Regions from separate parts of the Mus musculus genome. Here region 1 is linked to region 2. Evidence: chromatin contacts called from public Hi-C data. All regions are on one chromosome and are shown on one strand. The core of a region is the stretch at or near the end of the contact, and the rest is flanking DNA. Distances in the headings are between cores, read along the strand shown.

The links. Hi-C and Micro-C count contacts between places; a contact is called where the count stands out from the background.
Region 1: a Hi-C map of the G1E-ER4 cell line shows a contact between it and region 2, with 8 times the contacts expected there. The contact joins the enhancer-like site here to the promoter of Nova1 in region 2. A contact is called at or near these places in 1 of 484 Hi-C or Micro-C datasets (the G1E-ER4 cell line), 1 of 115 datasets of contacts at active chromatin or transcription factors (stem cell-derived neural progenitor cells) and 2 of 9 other capture datasets (adipose tissue and pancreatic islet).

What each region holds. Positions count from the first base shown.
Region 1 is chr12:47,008,630-47,011,329 of GRCm38.p6, reverse strand. No RefSeq gene overlaps it. Among named protein-coding and RNA genes, the nearest start is that of Nova1, 190 kb to the right of the region's middle. Within about 2 kb of position 1,414, at least 3 of the 459 cell types and tissues checked have an H3K27ac peak or open chromatin away from gene starts, as enhancers often do. A contact at or near this core is called in the G1E-ER4 cell line, where this site is marked.
Region 2 is chr12:46,817,331-46,820,131 of GRCm38.p6, reverse strand. Nova1 (NOVA alternative splicing regulator 1) reads left to right here and starts at 1,365. Exons shown (of 5, transcript NM_021361.2): 1 at 1,365-1,516. The coding sequence starts at 1,381.

The DNA.
Region 1 (2,700 bases), core at 165-2,664, 190 kb before region 2:
GTCAATCATTCAGTGTTGAATAATGAAGAAACGAGATCAATGAAGTGTGTATGTAAAAATAAAAAAAATTAAAAAACAAAACAAACAAACCAACAAAAACAGATCCAGCGAGACTCAGATCAGATATACTGGGCTAAGGAATATAATTGAAAGAATCGGTATCTGATATTGATAGGAAAATAAAACAGAATCACAAAAGGTAACTTCGATATGTTTGCTGATCTCTAGAGGTTGTATTGTGGTCTACAATTGGAAGTTGAAAAGATCATCAGATTGTTTGTGGTGGGCTTCCTGGTATAATGACTTGGTTCTATTTTCATTTAGACAAAGAATGAATAAAGAATGGTATAATCAACAGTATTTGTAAAATCAAATGGATTAAGGAATACCCCTCTTTTCTTTACATAGGCTAGAGAAGAAATGCAGTCATGGTCTTATCAAGTTGTGTTTAGGGAAACACGCCATCTTCTTGAGAAAGGATGCCCTAAACAAACATATTTGAAATACTAACTACTTTGCATGAAATAGCTACTAGATCTGTTATTTTGTGTTTCAGTCTGATAGAAGTGACAGCCCAGGCAGACTCTTTCACAATTCTATTTGCCAAATAAAAGACTAAAGGACACTTAAGTATGATGGTAAGGCTGAAGGAAGTGGCAATGGAAAAGTTCTCCAAGATGTAGGCTGTACTCTTCAAAAGACAGTAGTTATAACTCGGGGTCTGAACCCATAGAGTGCATTGCTTCAGTCTAGTGACAAAGCAGGAATGCTTTGCACCTAAGTTGGTTCCTTTTTGGTAAAATCTCTATTTCAGGAATAATAAGAACACTCAAGGAGAAGTGAAGTCCATGCAAAAGCCAGACTTACGAACTCCTCTAATAAAGTGGACTTATGATATAGATGACATGTAAGTCCTATATGATGCGTAAGATGATGAGACTAAGCCATAGAAAGAAGAGGGACTCTCCAAAGATTATACATTCATTTATGCAGAAGAAAGGAAGACCTATATTTTGTTCACTCTCAAAGCTCATTCTTCCAATCTGACATTAACCCTCAGCATTCCCTCCAGTACTGCCAAGCCAACAGCACTTAGGCAGAACTGATGGCTTCTGTCACCACACTCTTGAGTTTTGGCAGCATGTCACTGTTTTTATTTTTTTCGACACTCTTAAGTTGTGGCAGCACATCACTGTTTTTATTTTTTTTTCAAGCCATACTTTTCCAAGTTACTAAAGATTGACAGTACTATTTCATGAAGTTTATTGTTCACACAAAAACCATTACAAAGTACAGTCGGAGACAGAACAAATTTGATTTCAAAGTTGACTTTTTGTGCTTGGAGCATGTGATGAGGGAGAATGTGCAGACAGCTCGCGCTTACTCAAGCTTAATGACAGATCTAAATTGGAGCTTAGAGATAAAAGAAATTCTTTAGTGATGCCTCGGTTGTCATTGATTGCTATGAGCAATTTTAAAGCTATTCAAGATGAGAATTGCAAGCTTGGTTCTGAAAGGGGAGAAAGTGGTAGGTAAGATTAGAGGCTGGTGCAAATGCTATCTTGGTTTAAAAAGAGAAGAGCCAGTTTTATATTGCCTGCATAGGTGACAATCATGACTACATATAGATATTTATCAGCAGGAAATGACTCAATGAATTCTCAGGATAGGTTAAGCACCAGCTATACTGAGAAAGATAAGAGCTACTTCCAGATTTCTTCTAAGGATCACTAGGCAAAGTAGCTAAGAGGAAAAGAACACTTGCTAGCCTACAAAATGACAAAAAGAATACTGAAAATAATTTTCATAAATTATAGCATATAATCCAACAACCTGCTAGAGATCTTTAAATTAAAAATGTGAGTCCATTCCAAGAAAGTCAGTTTCGTCAGACTGAAATGAAGTGCAGGGTTGGGAAAATTTGTGACCCTGTAGGCCATTTCCCCAACTCAAATTAAATCCTGTCTTTCCATTTATGAATTGAACTAAGTGCTACTTGGAAAAACATTGTTGTAACTCACTTTCAAAGCTCTGTTTTTTTAAACTTGAATTTTGTTCTTAGATATTTTCCTAATTTTTTGACATTGTTAGATCCCTTAAATATATATTTATCCATAGAATCTAGAAATAGAAATATTCACTGGTTCATATCTTTTGTTAATGAAAAATATTGGCCATACTTTGGATAAATGACCCAAAGAGGTATGTGTGTTTTGTGTGTGTGTGTGTGTGTGTGTGTGTGTGTGTGTGTAAAGATGGGGGAAGGAATAGAGACAGAGAAAGAGTTTGAAAGAGAATGAGACAGAAAAATAGAGATATTGAGAGGGAGAGAAAGAGAAAGAGGAAGAGAGGGAAAGGAAGATAGAGGGAGCGCGCAGGTTGACTGAAGTGTATTTGCTCCCTGTTTGACATTCACAAAAGGCAGCATCCATGCTCACACTAGCTGCGAGTCTTAGAAGAAAACTTTTCTTCAGCAGGATGTACTTGATGCAGATGTCCTTAACATGTGTTTAGAAGGCATTCTCCGAACTTGACTGCCACATCATTTTAGCAATTATAGAACTGGAAATGCAATTATTGGGCAAAAAGAAGTATCCTCATTCCTGTATTTGCCAGCTCAAAGATATACCATGCAACAGTATGGAATATGACATGGTTGGCACCCACTTCTATAACAAAGTACAGACTTCCTAGGAGTAG
Region 2 (2,801 bases), core at 116-2,615:
CTTATCTACAGAAGGACTGGACTAGATAACCTCTAGGGTCTTTTATAATGCTAGCTTAGCCACACTTCCCGCATCCCCCTCCCGCCCCCTCCAGTGTGGAAGGGCTGAGGATCAGGATCCTGAAACCGCCCGAAGCTATGTAAGTCGTGGGTGCCCAGATGCCTTCATCTGTGTTTCGTGCAGTGTGTGAAGCTGCGTACACCCTCAGCTGTTGCCTCTTCAGTTTGCCTCCCGGGTCCCTGTGGAGACCACATATCGCTTTATTTATTTATATCCTGGCTTGCTCCCGAAAGCACATAAGGCGCCAAGACACAGTAAGTCCCCGACAGTGTCACACGGTGCGAGAAAGAAATCCTCTGATGACATCTCCTTTAGAAAACCGCCTCCCAGAGATGCTAATGAATGCCTTTTGCCGAACTCTCCGGGTCCCAGCTGGGTTTCTGGTCTCCTGCCTGAGCCGTCCACCCCTCCCCGCGGTCACTCAGACGCCCTTCCCGGACTAGCCCAAACTGTCACCACCAAGTCCCAGCTGGACCAGGATCCCGCCCGGCTCCCTCGCTCGGCTGTCATTGGCTGCTGCTGCCGTCACTCCCCGCACGGCTCCGCCTCCCCGCCTAGCGCGTTTTGTGGACCCCTGGGTTTCCGCGGCAAGCCGCTGACGTTTGCCTGAGCGGCGTTGCCTGGGCCCCGCGACCTTTCACCCCGCCTCCCCGCGGGAGCGCCCCGGCCCGCTCCGCGCCCCCGCCAAGCCCGCGCGCCCCCGCCAAGCCCGCGCGCGCCCGCCGCCCCGCAGGCGGAGACTCCGGCGCGGAGGCCGGCCCCGCGCGGCGCGTGTGGGAGTCGCGGCCCCTCGCGGCCCCCGCCCGCCGCCCCCCACGCGCGGGAGACACGATGAGCGCGGGCGGGCGGCAGCGGCGCGGAGCAGCGCAGGCGGCACACGCGCCCAGGCAGCGGCGGCGGCGGCAGCAGCGGGAGCGAGCGCCGCGTTAGCCGGGTCCGCCGCTCCGGCCGCCCGCGGCCGCTCCTCCTCCCGCTCATTCACTCGCCCTCCTCCCGGCCGCCCGCGCCTCCTCCGCTCATTCACTCCCGCTCTGCCCGCCGCTTTCTTCTCCTTCTTCACCCTCCGGCTCCCACACCCCCTCCATTCCCGCTCCTAGCCGACACTGCACTGCAGCTGCTCCGCGCCCTGCCCCCTCCCCAGTGAGCACATCAGCCACACTGCTCGCCGCCTCAGACTGCTATTGATCCGATTAAAGAAAAAAAAAAAAAAAAAAAGAAAAAAAAAAAAAAAACCTTAGCAACCCCAAACGAGAAAAAAAAAAAAAAAAGCCAAAACAAAAGGGAGCCGCTTCTCCCGGTGCAGCGGCAGGAACTGCAAGCATGATGGCGGCAGCTCCCATTCAGCAGAACGGGACCCATACGGGGGTTCCCATAGATCTGGACCCGCCGGACTCGCGGAAAAGGCCGCTTGAAGCGCCCCCTGAAGCCGGCAGCACCAAGAGGACCAACACGGGCGGTGGGTATCGCTTCCGCCTCCCGCCCCGTCCCCGCCGCCCTCCCGCGCCGTGGCCGCTGCCGCCGGCCGTCCCGCGCCCCCTCCCCTGCACCTGCCCCGGCCCCGTCTCATCAAGATGGCGACCCGGGGTTCTGAGCCGACCCGCTCGCCCCAGCCGGTGCTGGCCCCGGCGACAGGGTCCGCTCCCAGGGCCGCCCCCCGCGAGAGGTGATGGCCGCCTGAAGATGCGCGCTGCATTTAACAGTCTGATCAAATAAATAAATAAATGGCACTTGGGTAGCGGCTTGCAGATGCTGGGGGCACCGGAGACTTTTGCCTCTGTTCATCCCCTTGCTCTGGGCCACAAGTAGTATGCAAAATCTTGATGAGTGCATGCCCTGAGCGCACTTACATGGTCGGTACAAATATCGCATTGATTTGTCTTCAAGGGTATGCATACGAGGGGGGTGTCTGGTACGGTGACTTGTTAGTTAACATCCTGCGCTTCCTCGGAAGATGAGTTATAACGGGACCGCTATCGCTTCTTCATTTGCACTGGAGTCATCTTAACAATGCATCCAATGCATCGAAGCAGAGGTGAATTTATCTCCAGCATATACATTAGAAATGGATGGGGGTCTTGTGAGTGGCACATCGCAAAAAATTCGGAATACTCGTTCCCAGTAAAGAGCTGGATTTACCGCGAAGTTTCCTATTTAAGACGTGATCAGGTTGACGGAAACTAAAGTTTATGGAGTTGGCTTTATTTTCTGAAACATTTCATTTTTCTTTTTTTTTTTTCACGGCTCATCGAACCTCCCCCCGCCCCCGTCTCCGTTTTATGGTTCTTTTGGAGATGGAGCGTTATCTATTTGGTGACTTTGGAGTGTATTTAGAATAAATAACTCGTAAGCTTTTTAGTATTGGCAAGATTCTTCTTAAGGTCTTTTAATTAATGAGCTTAGCCGAGATCATAGTAGACTTAGAAGTGCCGCGGAAATACATCGGGATTACTTAGATTCTCAGTCCACCACATTGACGCTTTTTTTCCCCTTGGCAGTTTCTCACGGCTTGGAATACTCCCTACAGTTTGGGTGGACTATTTTGCAGGAAGATGGTTGTTTTGTATACTTAAAGTCGGATATAGCCAGTGATTAATTGCAGTCTTTTATGTTTGCTATGACAGACAAATTTAGCGGATCACTACTTACAGTGTTGGATTTTTTTTCATCTTCAGTATGTTAAGTGAAGGTTTGTCATGTTCTAAATCTCTGAAGTTTTGTTAAAGGGTCAGTTTCTTTCATTT